Regions from separate parts of the Sus scrofa genome. Here regions 2, 3 and 4 are each linked to region 1. Evidence: chromatin contacts called from public Hi-C data. All regions are on one chromosome and are shown on one strand. The core of a region is the stretch at or near the end of the contact, and the rest is flanking DNA. Distances in the headings are between cores, read along the strand shown.

Region 1 (3,181 bases), core at 453-2,952:
GCTGCGCCTGGGGAGAGTGCTCATTGGTAAAAAAAAAAAAATCTGTAAAATGATTCATATACTGATTGGACCACTGTATAATGATGCCAATCCTGGCTTGACCCATGCATGGTGTGGCTGGGCAGATGGATGGCAGCTGAGCACCAGTGATGAGCTAAAGGCAGGTGGATCTTCAGCATTCGAGGACAGCTTCCATTAAACACCGTGGTAAAGACTGAGGACCCTGGAGCCACTGGGTTCACCACGGTGGGACCTCCAAACTTTCTGCACCTGTTACTTTATCTGTAAAATCTGTATAACAGCAGTTCCCACCTCATGGAGTTACTACACAAGTTGACTGAGATCATGCAGGTCTCTGCCTCCTGCTGAGCTTCCAGAACACTCTCCCCATCCCTCCTCACCTTGCTTCAATTCCATCCCACCACAGCAGCTTTCTTGCTGTGATTCAGACACACCTCAGGGCCTTTGCACTGGCTCTCCCTCTGCCAGGATCACCTTTACCACAGATCTCCACCTGTCATTTTTTTTTTTTTTTTTTCAGGCCTTCCATCAAAAGTCACCTCCTCCTGGGAGTTCCCATCATGGCACAGCGGAAACAAATCCGACTAGGAACCATGAGGTTGTGGGTTCGATCCCTGGCCTCGCTCAGTGGGTTAAGGATCCGGCGTTGCCATGAGCTGACAAAAGACTAAAAAAAAGTCACCTCCTCCACTAGATGGTGAGTTCCACGCAGGCCCTCGCTCCTGTGTCAGTCACTGCTGTGCCCCCAGCCTCAGCACTTTTTTTTTTTTTTTCCCTTTTCTGGGGCTGCTCTCGCGGCATATGGAGGTTCCCAGGCCAGGGGTCTCATCGGAGCTGTAGCCACCAGCCTATGCCAGAGCCACAGCAACGTGGGATCTGAGCCCCATCTGCGACCTATACCACAGCCCACGGCAACACCGGATCCTTACCCCACTGAGCAAGGCCAGGGATCAAACCTGCAACCTCATTGTTCCTAGTCGGATTCCTTAACCACTGAGCCACAACAGGAACTTCCAGCCTCAGCACGTTTGCTGAGTTGGGTGTAAGCCATGAGCCCGGCGCTGGCACTCCAGACCTGTGCACGCCTGTCACTTTTTAGCTTTACAAACTGGCTCTTTATAAAGCCGCTGCTCAGACCCTCCTTCCCTTCAGGAAATTTGTTCCACCAAACCCTTGAATGCCAAGCTTCTCTTCACCTTGCCAGAATCCACTTCCTCCCTCTCTCCCCTGGAGCCAGGGTTAGGGGAGGGGGCAGGGCTCAGGTGCCAGCCCAGCCGGTGGCCATTCCCAGGCAGGCAGTGAGGCACATCCCCCAGCCCTGCTTTGCTGAAGACCCTGGGTTTCTTAAGCATCTACGAGGATGTGAGGAGGCCCCGGGGGGAGGGGGGTGGTGCCCAGAAGGAGAATGAGTCAGTCAGAGGCAAACCCGAAACCTCAGAAGTATCACCACTTCTTGGAAAGGCAAAAATGTGCGCGTTTAGATAGAACTCTGCGTGCAGAGCAGCGGGGACCAGCATCAGGCCCGGAAATGGGGTCGATGGGGTGGACATGACCTTTTTCTAGCATCCTCTGTGGTTCCCTCCACCTGGCCCGTTCCTCAGGGCCTCTACAACCTTGTCCTTCTAAATGTCCCTCCTTGGAGAGGCTCCCCCAGCTCCACCCTCATCCTGCTCTGCTTCTGTACCCAGCCAGCCCTGTCACTGTATGACACGGTACCTCGGGTCCACGGTTTCCTGTGTGAGATCCTGTGGGGCCAGGCGTGTTTCCAAATTCAGAATTACTCAGATGAGAGAGAAAGATCACTTTGTATAACACGGCCCCCAACAGAACCACCCCTGCCCCCTAAGGGGCCCGAGGAGGACCCGCGATCCATCACACGAGCATCTGTGCAGCGAGACCATGAGCATTCACACCAAGGAGAATAAATAAAGACTCCCTTCACGGCTCAGCGGCTAACGAACCCGACTAGGATCCATGAGGTTGAGGGTTCGATCCCTGGCCTCGCTCAGTGGGTTAAGGATCCGGCGTTGCCGTGAGCTGTGGTGCAGATCGCAGGAGTGGCTCAGATCCCGCGTTGCCATGGCTGTGGGGTAGGCTGGCAGCTGTAGCTCTGCTTAGACCCCTCGCTTGGGAACCTCCATATGCCGCGGCTGTGGCCCCCCCAAAACAAAAAACAAACCAAAAAAAGACTCCAAAGGGCTTCACATTTAGTTCACATCAGGTCTTGCTTCCAAGTGAGTGCTGAAAGCACTTCTGGTTTTCGGAGCTTATGGATTTCAAATAATAGATAAGGGATGCAGAGCTGAGGATGTCTGTGTACTGCCCTAGAAGTCAAAGTCCGGGGAGTTCCCGTCGTGGCGCAGTGGTTAACGAATCCGACTAGGAACCATGAGGTTGCGGGTTCGATCCCTGCCCTTGCTCAGTGGGTTAACGATCCGGCGTTGCCGTAAGCTGAGGTGTAGGTTGCAGACGCGGCTTGGATCCTGCATTGCTGTGGCTCTGGCGTAGGCCAGAGGCTACAGCTCCGATTCGACCCCTAGCCTGGGAACCTCCACATGCCGTGGGAGCGGCCCAAGAAATAGCAAAAAAAAAAAAAAAAAAAAAAAAAAAGTCCAGGTGGGTAAGGACGTTGGCCAGTGCTCTCCCAGTAGCACTTGGCACCATGCCTGGCACACAGATGCCCAGTAAACATCCGATGAAGAAATGAATGAGGAAGCCAGCGGTGCCGGTTGTGAGGTCCTAACTGGGGAGAGACAGCAATCGCGGAGCTGTAGGCAAGGTACCTCCAAAACAACATTCACCCAGACCGCGCCCCCAACACCCATTTTTACTGACGAGCAAACTGAACCTCAGAGACGTTAAGCAACTTCCCCCAGAGCCCACAGGTAGGAAAAGCAGCAAGGCCACCCTGGAACCTGGGGCCCCTGTCTTCAAGCCTTCTCTCTGCCCCCGACGCAGAGAAGAAGGACTTGGCAGGAAGCAAAGCAACAGAGGGGGATACGGCCCATCTGACGCTGGGTCCCCCTGCCTCTCCAGGATCCTCCAGCCTCCACTGCTTGCAAGAACCAAGTTCGTGCAACACCTAAGCCAGCTGCCAGCCTCTCTCCCAGTGGAGCCAAGGGAGATCGGGTCAAACAAGACTAGGCTTGTCTCCACGGTC
Region 2 (3,181 bases), core at 368-2,867, 61 kb after region 1:
CGTAAAATCAGCATGAAAAGTAACATCTTAAAGGTGACTCTATGCGTTTCTCAACATACAGAATTTCACAACAGGCAGTTGTGACGTGCTCAGCCAGGAGTCTTTGGGCTCTGGAAGCCCTGCAACCACGGAGGAAGCAAAAGTGTTGCTTTCGCATCTCTGGCTCTTGAGGGACTCGCTGTGTCCCAAGTCGCAGCGCCCCCTTGATGACTTTGCGGCTCAGGAAGCCAAGGCTGGACGGCCCTGGCAAGTACAACCCCTGCGTTCTTCACACTCTCCCGCGTGTGGACATCATCGGGTCTGGAATGCACTTTGTGCTGGATCCTGACCACAGGGCTGGCTGTGTGTGCAGCTGGAGGAGGGTTGGGAGGGGCGGGGACTCTTCAGTTGGGAGGGGACGCACCACTGGCAGGGGTGGGAACGGCCTGAAGACCTGGGTTCAAATCAGGGACTTAGGAGAGTGTATTTGTTTTTTTTTTCCTTTCCTGAGTCTCAGCTTTCTGTTTTATAAAGGAAGTCTTATCTACCTCATGGAAAAGCTGTGAGGATTAAACAGGGAACTTGTGTGAAGTACCTGGCACAGAGTACTTCCTGCTACCAGTTCCCTGCGCGCCCTTCCCTTCCTAGTGGGTCCCTGGCCTTATCATCTCCTTGCACATTCTGGGGCTGGGGGGCAGGTGTGCTGACTCAGAAGATCCATGAGGTCGTGGGTCGTGTGATGGAAATTGTCATGTAGCCCATAAGGCCACGTCCCCCCCCCGCTTTTTTTTTTGGCTGCCCAGTGGCCTATGGAGTTAGTTCCCGGGCCAGGGGTCAGATCGGAGCCACAGTCATGACCTAAGCTGCAGCTGCAGCAACGCCAGATCCTTAAGCCACTGTGTTGGGCCGAGGATTGAAGGATCGAACCCACCTTCCGGTGCTCCCCAGATACCGCCGATCCCCTTGCGCCACAGTGGGAACTCCAAGGCTGAATCTGAGGCTGGGATATTCTCAGAGAATCCAGAAAGTGTGGTCCCCATATCCTCCGGAAGGAGATCACGAGTGCAGGTGCTGAGATGGGTGTGAGTGACAGAAACAGCCGGCGCCAGCTGCGTGTACAGCCAGGGGGCCGCCCCGCAGTGCAGGTGTGGGTGAGGGGAGCCACTGGTTGGCTTCTGGTTTGGGGAAGGTGATGCGGGGGTGGAGGTGGGGGTGCCCAGCCCCAGCCTGGCTGCAGGTGGAGGACAAGTCAGGGAGACCATAGGAGGCTGCTTCATACTCCAGGGGCAGGTTGCTGGGGACTCAGAGGAAAGGTGCAGTGACCTGATAGAAGTGGCCAGAGCCATCCTTCCGACGACCCCGCAGGCCTGCACAAGCCATCCAGCCACCTTCCTAACAAGCCCCACGCGTACAAAGTGTGGCCATAGCGAAGACCACCCAAACGAGAACAGACGAGGGCTGTTTGTTCAGAGCTTGCTCGAGCAAGGACTGCCTCTGCTTGGGTTTTGGAGACTTGACGGCAGGCAGAGGAGTGGAAAAGCTCTACAGCGGAGAAAAGGCGAGGCTCCCGCTGTGTCCTGATTGGAGGCCATCAGCCCTGGGAAGCTGGAGGCGGGCTATCTAGAAGCAGGACGTCCTGTGATTGGTTAGGGGAGCGAACCTGCCTTTCTCTGATTGGTCCTAAGTCGGAAGCAGGGACAAGAATTAGGGGTGCTGTCAATTAGTAATCAAGACTTGGTCATTTTTGAGCCGATTATTTACAGGGATTATTGTTTGTTTCCTGGATCGGTTGCTAGAAATAGTGGTCTGACTGCCTACCAGTCTGACTTGCAGGTGGCAGGCTGGCTTTGTGGGCTGGTCAGTTGAGATAAAGGGTGGCTCCCTGAGCTGGTTGCTGGGTTGCAGATTGTGAGTCAGAGTCCTGTTTTGATATGTGTTTGTGAATTCAGTCTCTCCGAAGAGTGAGTGTGACACAGCCTGTTCCTTTGAGTTGTTCACTGTCCAGCCTCTGTGAGAAACCACAGCCCCTCCTTATCTGGTTCGTCAGGGGACAGAGTGGCCTCCATAATCTCTTTATGGCAAGGTTTCAGCCCACATCAGAATTTGAAAACTGGAGTTCCTGTCGTGGCTCAGTGGTTAACGAACCCGACTAGTATCCATGAGGATGAGGGTTCAATCTCTGACCTTGCCCAGTGGGTGAAGGATCCGGCGTTGCCGTGAGCTGTGGTATAGGTCGCAGACGTGGCTCTGATCCCGCGTGGCTGTGGCTGTGGCCAGCAGCTACACCTCTGATTGGACCTCAGCCTGGGAACTTCCCTATGCCGCGAGTGCAGCCCTAAAAAGACAAAAAACAAAAAAAAAGAAAACTGGTAGAGTATCATTGGGATCTCACGTACAAGCGTGGCTAGATTATAGTGTTAATTACCATGTTTAAAAAAAACAAGTACCAGGAGATTGCTGATAAAAATCCAAATAGTAGGCACGTGGCTAGACCGGAAGAGCCATGCCTCTGTCAATGGGACACCCCTCTTCACTTCACCCTCTGTGACCGCTGCTGTCCACCTCTCTACTCCCCGCCTGGCCTCTGTGGGCACCTGGCTCGTCAGCCTCCATAGGCCCTGCTCAGATGAGCCTGGGAGAAGCTTCGGCACAGGCACACAGCAGAGCTGCTCCCCGCAGCCCTTCCTCAGCTCCTCGTGGTTCCCCGGGGGGCAGGGCGGGGGCCGGCAGGCATCTCAGTGTTAGCCGGCCCGCCTCTTCTCCGAGGTGGAAACGAACTGCACTTGGACAACCTCAGCAGTAAAGCTCTGCTGAGAGCGGTCTGGCTTTCTGTGATGACTCCCCCGCTAAGTTGGACTCTGTCCTGCCTCAGTGCCATCACGATGAAGGGTCGGCCCTGCCAAAAGTGCTGGCCGGTAGACCTCTGGTCAGGGGAGTGGCTGATGGGTAGGTTTAGTTTACTGAACTGATAGGGATTGCAGATGTCTGGCCCCGTGTCACTCAGGCAACGTCGTCGTGGGTTTTAGGGCGCTTGCGGCATGCGGCCGAGACGCAGGACCTCTGCCAAGTGCTGTAAAGTCAGTTTTATGCACAGGAAGGCCAAGGAGTACACTTCCTAACTAATAATCTCTTGGTCTTGAAAAAAAATGGTCTCTATACCTGGAGACAGATCTGTCAACAACAGATTTTAAAACAGCCCCTT
Region 3 (3,181 bases), core at 366-2,865, 49 kb before region 1:
ACAGCTCCTTGAAGTCAGCACTACTATGGCTCCCATTTTACAGAAGCAGAAGGAAGCGCAGAGAGGATACAACTGGCCATGAGCCACGCAGCTGGTCCTTGGCGAACCCTGGGTTCCTAATGTGTGTCTAGCCCTTTGCCAGGGGCTGGAGAGGATGGAGGATAAAGGCAGAGGTGAAAAAGAGGTGGAGGGGGGGAGGGTGGCATTCTCCCCGGCTTAGTTTTCTGGGCGTGGCACCTCCGGGGGCGCAGAGGCAGGCGCTGGAACCTAATGGAGTGGCCACTAGGGGGCAGCAGGGACCAAGGAGCTGGCCTCCAGCCAATCTGCTCTCCATTGGCCAGAAGTCCTCTGTTCTTCAATAAAGCAGTAAAGGGCGGGATTTTGAGGAAGATCTGGCACTGTCCTGTTGTTGTCACGGAGCTCAGGCAGGTTGACCACAAGAGCGGCCGGGTGCTGCCTGGCCTTCAGCCATCAAGACATCTGCTCTTCATCCCACACCTGTGGGCTGCAGGGTACTTCTCTTATCCACCTTTGATGGGGAGGCAACGGAGGCCCAGAGTCACACAGCTCTGAATTGGCAAAGGCACGTTCAAACCCAGGCAGAGCCCTTGCTTCTCTGAGTCTCAGTTTTCTCACCTGTAAAAGGGGTATAAGAATCCAGGCAAATAGGTGCCTGCCATGGCTCAGGGGTAACAAACCTGACTCGTATCCATGAGGACATGGGTTCCATTCCTGGGCTCGCTCAGTGGGTTAAGGATCCCCGAGCTGTGGTGTAGGCCAGCAGCTACAGCTCTGATTTGACCCCCTAGCTGGGAACTTCCATATGTTAAGGATGTGGCCCTAAAGAGACCCCCCCAAAAAAGAAAAACAAACAAACAAACAAAAAAAAAGCCACAAAAACAGGCAAATGGCAGACAAAGGTGATGAGGAGTCAGGGTACATCACAGAAAAGTCTCAGACAGTGGACTCTGGCTGCTGTGAGGCTCCAGTGAGGTCATGCCTCCCTTGCAGCGGGGACTCAGAAATTTCTTGGTGGTTGTGGGGTTTTTTGTTTTTTGGGTTTTTTTTTTTTTTTAATTAATAACCTCCGTGGGAAAATACTGTCAGAAAAGTTATTCAACAGGATGTTAACGAGATACACCTTCAAAAACAAACATACATTTTGGGGACAGCCCACGATGCCAGATGATGAGGCGGGGGATGGGATTTCCGGTGGTTTTCACTTTCCTATTTATCCCTTTAGATTTTCTCTGAATCAGAGAAGGTGGGCACGTGCCAATGTAGTAATCACACACACACACACAAACCTGCAGTGGAAACAATTACCACCCTGCCGCCGGCACCCCTGGAACAATCTTTGTAAAATCGAGGCTGCGGTGTGCGGGGTTGGGGCACCAAGGGGGGCTGGGAACCCTGAATTCAGCGTCTCTGGAGGTCTCCCGGTTTCTGCTGAGGCTTTGCTGACACAGCCCTGCTGCCCCCGGGGTACCCCTCCTGGCCTTCACATCTCTGGTCCATACCCGAGGGGAGTGCTGGGAAACTCCACTCCAGACTGCCGGCACCTCGCTCCGCCCACGCCTGCCGCCTACGTCCTCCTCGGTCGGGGATTGGTCCGGCGCTGGACCCGTCTGACCCACGAGCCCCGCCCCCTCTGTGGCTTTGGAGACAAACGCTGGATACTGTCTGTCCCTCTTCGCTCCTTTCATCTTTCCAGACCGTCTCCTCTCCCCTCCACGCTGAGAAAGTTGTACATTGGACTATAACGATCTAGCCCTGTACTGTCCAATACTGTAATTACCAGCCACTTGGGGCTGTTTAAATTTAAATGTTAATTAATGCCATAAAATTAAAAAATCCGTTCCTCAGTCACACGAGTCATATTTCAAGCGCTAAAGTAGCCCCCTGTGGCTAGCGCCCCTTATTGGAGAGCATGAAAGGGTTCTAGCCTAATTCTAGATACTCAGCTGTTTTGCTCTCAATCCCTTGCTACACTTGTTCTTCTTTGAATCAGCGTTCTCTCTCTTTTATTTTTTTTCAGATTCCCTAGAATCTAAAATAAATCTTTGATTGATTGGACCCGATAAGTGTTGAAAATTTTATTTTTGTTTGCACAATTGCTCTCAGGGAGTACTTAACACAATAATTGTTTATAAAGGAATGAATTATGGCGTTCCCCGTTGTGGCTCAGCGGCTAACAAACCCGACGACTAACCATGGGGATGCGGGTTCCATCCCTGGCCTCGCTCAGTGGGTTAAGGATCTGGCATTGCCGTGAGCGGCTGTGTAGGTCTCAGATGTGGATCCCATGTTGCTATGCCTGTGGCACAGGCCGGCAGCTGTAACTCCAATTGGACCCCTAGCCTGGGAACCCCCATATGCCGTGCCTAAAAAGAAAAACAAAACCAAACAAACAACAACAACAAAAAAATAGAGTGAATTGCCAGGTCTCGTACGGGTAAGTCCTGACCACAAAGACGTAGGTATAAGCCAGAGAGCCTGGGGACTGAAGGAAGGTACGGGCTGGGACGCTCCCTTGCTAGAATCAACCAATGGCAGGAATCGGGAGCCTTCAGGGCTTACCCGCAAGGTCTGGAGCATCAACTGAAAAACAAAACAAAACTGCCCAACCTAAAAGTTGAGAATTACGTTTTATTCAGGGAAATTACTGAGAACTACATAGCCCAGGACACAGCCTCTCAGATAAGTATGCAGATCTGTTCCAAGAGGAAGGGGCTAGCCGGGAGATAATACATGTATGTCATATATATATGAGGTTTGGGTTTGGGTTGGGGTTTTTTTGGCCACCCTGAGGCATACGGAGTTCCCAAGCTGAGCCGCAGTTGCAACCGACGCTGCAGCTGTAGCCATGCCAGATACTTAACCCACTGTGCCCAACCAGGGACTGAACCTTTGTCCCAGTGCTCCAGAGATGCTGTGGCAGATCCCGTTGTGCCACAGTGGAAACCCCTGTGAGGTTGTGATGAGAAAAAAAAAAAAAAAAAACAACGTAGTAGGACATCAAAAGATTACTGCTAATCACATAAAACAGACATTGATTTTAGGGCTTTTCTATGGGAAGATGCAAGAGTCTAGGTTTATTGAAATTATTCCTTGGAGAGGCGTCTTAACTCTCTAGGGCTGGCATCCTGTTCTTCTCCAGCCCCAATTCCCCCCGATACAG
Region 4 (3,181 bases), core at 433-2,932, 38 kb after region 1:
GAGTTGGCTGCATATCCCAACCAAGCCCCACCGCAGAATGAATCCACACTGAGCTTCTGCTCTGAGGCCCCTGACACTGGGATGGGAAACTGGAGGAGGGTGGGGGGAGGCTCCGGTAATTGACTCTCCTCTCCACATGTTTATGGTGTCAACCTCAGCTGGAACTGCACTTTTGCATCCCCTTCGGAATCTGTTCCAAACCTTTTGACTCCCCTCAATCTGCTAGCATCTTCCCAGCCCCTTTATTCTGCAGAATGGCAGTTCACGAATCTATGGAGAAAACAGAGAAGCCTGGGTTGCACAGATTCTGAGTTTAAGAACCAGGTTTCAAATCCAGACGGTCTAGTTATGGAATTCAAGCTTTTAGCCACCACTCTGCTTCTTACCCCCCTCAGCAGGTGAGGTCCAGAGAGGTTGAGATATTGTCCAAGATCACAGGAATGGTAACCAGCCAAGTAAGGACTTAAAGCTATCATCACAGAGATTGATACTTGTACTTTCTACTGGTCTATAATAAGTCACCCGTTACCTGTGGCCCCTGCTAGTCTGTTCAGCCAGCTCTCAGACTAGGGACTGGAATACAAACGTCGTAAAGTGTCCTGGAGACTCCGAACAGTTCGCTCACGTCTGTTAATTGCATTTACTTCTCACAACAAACCTTATGTAAGAAAGCAGTAAACATTTAATCAGTACTTCCATGTGTGTTTAAAAGACTTCAAAACAGGAGTTCCCATCCTGGCGCTGTGGAAACGAATCTGACTAGGAACCATGAGGTTGCAGGTTCGATCCCTGGCCTCGCTCAGTGGCTTAAAGATCCCCCGCTGTGGTGTAGGTTGCAGACGCCGCTTGGATATGCCGTTGCTGTGGCTCTGGCATAGGCCGGCAGACAGGTCCGATTAGACCGCTAGCCTGGGACTCTCCATATGCCGCGGGTGCGGCCCTAAAAAGACCAAAAAAAAAAAAAAAAAAAAAAAGAAAAAGAAAAAAAGACAAAACAACCTTCGAAATACATTATTTCATAGGGACTATTATTATTTCGCTTTTTAGTCCCCGCCCCGCCCCGCCCCGCCCCCGCATCATAGCAGAGCTGTAACCGCTGGTCTATGCCATAGCCACACTAACCCGGGATCTGAGCTGCATCTGCCACCTACACCACAGCTCATGCAACCGGGATCCTTAACCCACTGAGCAAGGGCAGGGATGGAACCTGTGTCCTCATGGATACTAGTCAGATTCAGGTCTGCTGAGCTACAGGGGATTCCCCCATAGGGACTATTATTGTTATTCCAACTGAGCAAGGGCAGGGATCGAACCTGCAACTTCACGGTTCCTAGTCGGATTCGTCAACCACTGCGCCACGACGGGAACTCCCAGAAGCCTCGTTCTTGATGGTGAAGTGGCTCTGTCAGTTCTATAAATGGAGAAACTGAGGCACTAAGCTGTGCCCACGGAATCGGTCACACTAAGGCTCCATTCTTGGTCTTCCTCTTTTCACCGCGTGGGGGGTAGCTGCCGGGCAGGAGGCGGAGGACGAAAAGCGGAAGCCCTTTCCAGTAAGGTGCAGGGCGTGACCCGCGTGGGATGCGCTTACCCCTGCCCTAACTGGCGGATTCCCCGGCACCATGGCAACGGGAGAACAGGAAGTGCGTCACCTGATGGGAGGAGCGAATCTGCAAGAACCACCAATGGTAGTGCCCCGACTGCTTTCGCCCCGCCCCGAAGGAGGGGCCGAGCCCACCTTTTTGCTAACGCCGCCGGCAGTGTGGGCTGCGCTTGGGCGCCGCGGTGGGTAATCGGGCCGCGGGGGCGCGAGGCTGACGGGGAAGGAAGAGAGTTGTCCGGGAAGGCGAGGGGCGGGCGGCAGGTGGGGGTCAGGCCCCGGGGGTCGGCCCGATGCTGTGTCGCAGTGTGGCCTCGGGGGCCGGGGGGCCGCGGTTTCTCATTTCCTGATGGGGAAACTGAGGCCCTGAGAGGGGCTGCAGAGGCAGGTAAACCGGAACCTAGTCCCTCACCCACAGACATTTTAAAATCGTAATATTAGGTAATTTACATCCTAATATTAGCTGAGAAAGCATTAGAATTCTCTCTAAACTGAATACGTAAAATACGGCTTTCGTTGACTACCCTGTCAGGCTCACCGACTCTGGGCTTCTCTTTTTGGGGTCCACAACTTCTTTGTACAAGTCCACAGCCCCTTATTTTAAAGCTCCGAGGCTAGATGTGTTCACAATCCCGAATTTCTAGGATTCTCGAAAGGTAATTTGGGGCATATATTATATGTCCTGTCCTATCTTCCTTGGGGTCTCCGGCAGCGTCTTGTCATCAGATACATTACTTTTTTTTCACAGCTGAATAGATGCATATTCCCAGTAAGAAGGTAAACAACAAGCATGAATAGTCTCACCTGAAGCCAGATGGGGTTTTCAAACTTAAAGGATTTGTTTTTGAGAACTTTTTAGATTTAAGCGTTGCACGTAAAACCTGGAATCATAATTTTGTTGATCCACTCATATTTTGCCCTTGTTTGTACTGGGGGTGTGGCAGTTTCTAACCATGCTTTTGTATGGTCACTCCCTGTCTCCATCACTAACTCTGTGTGGCCTTGTGCCCTCTCAGCCTCTGTTTCCTCATCTGAAAAATGGGGTCAGTAATGCTTTCCTCATAAGGTTCTGGGGAGGATTAAATAGGACTGTGCACAGGAAGCATGCACATATATATCTCGCTCTTGGCACAGATGGTTCTATTTGAGGTTTGCTTGTTCTGCAGACATTCTATTTTTAAATGATTTGGGTACCTAGGAGTTCCCCTGGTGGCTCAGCAGGTTAAGAACCAGACCAGCGAAGATGCAGGTTCAATTCCTGGCCTTGCTCAGTGGTTTAAGGATCCAGCATTGTGTAGGTCGTAGGTACGGCGCGGACCCAGTGTGGCTGTGGCTGTGGTGTAGGCCTCAGCTGCAGCTCTGATTCGACCCCTACCTGGGAATGTCCATATGCCACGAGTGTGGCTGTAAAAAAAATGAATAAAATAATAATTTGGGTAGGTAATACATGCTCATGGCTAGCCCATCTCCCCTTCATAGAGACAACTGGTTTCTATGCATAAACAAGTCTATAGATTATCTTTCCACTTAATTTTCCCACCCCTTCCCCCCAAATTATAGCATTCTTTACCTCCGTCCTCT

What was found. Hi-C and Micro-C count contacts between places; a contact is called where the count stands out from the background.
Region 2: a Hi-C map of subcutaneous adipose tissue shows a contact between it and region 1, with 1.5 times the contacts expected there. A contact is called at or near these places in 1 of 5 promoter capture datasets (liver), 16 of 47 Hi-C or Micro-C datasets (alveolar macrophages, blood, embryonic fibroblasts and 6 more) and 2 of 2 datasets of targeted methods (alveolar macrophages and skeletal muscle).
Region 3: a Hi-C map of subcutaneous adipose tissue shows a contact between it and region 1, with 1.6 times the contacts expected there. A contact is called at or near these places in 2 of 5 promoter capture datasets (fetal liver and fetal skeletal muscle), 8 of 47 Hi-C or Micro-C datasets (alveolar macrophages, blood, embryonic fibroblasts and 4 more) and 2 of 2 datasets of targeted methods (alveolar macrophages and skeletal muscle).
Region 4: a contact with region 1 is called in a Hi-C map of liver, with 2.9 times the contacts expected there. A contact is called at or near these places in 2 of 5 promoter capture datasets (fetal liver and liver), 7 of 47 Hi-C or Micro-C datasets (alveolar macrophages, embryonic fibroblasts, epiblast stem cells and 3 more) and 2 of 2 datasets of targeted methods (alveolar macrophages and skeletal muscle).

What each region holds. Positions count from the first base shown.
Region 1 is chr3:19,569,944-19,573,124 of Sscrofa11.1, forward strand. It overlaps a transcript of IL4R not described here. Among named protein-coding and RNA genes, the nearest start is that of IL4R, 20 kb to the left of the region's middle.
Region 2 is chr3:19,630,969-19,634,149 of Sscrofa11.1, forward strand. All of the region lies in intron 2 of NSMCE1 (non-structural maintenance of chromosomes element 1 homolog), which reads left to right. Among named protein-coding and RNA genes, the nearest start is that of NSMCE1, 23 kb to the left of the region's middle.
Region 3 is chr3:19,521,481-19,524,661 of Sscrofa11.1, forward strand. No RefSeq gene overlaps it. Among named protein-coding and RNA genes, the nearest start is that of IL4R, 29 kb to the right of the region's middle.
Region 4 is chr3:19,608,114-19,611,294 of Sscrofa11.1, forward strand. It overlaps NSMCE1 (non-structural maintenance of chromosomes element 1 homolog), which reads left to right and starts at 1,683. Exons shown (of 8, transcript XM_021086448.1): 1 at 1,683-1,785. The coding sequence starts at 1,686.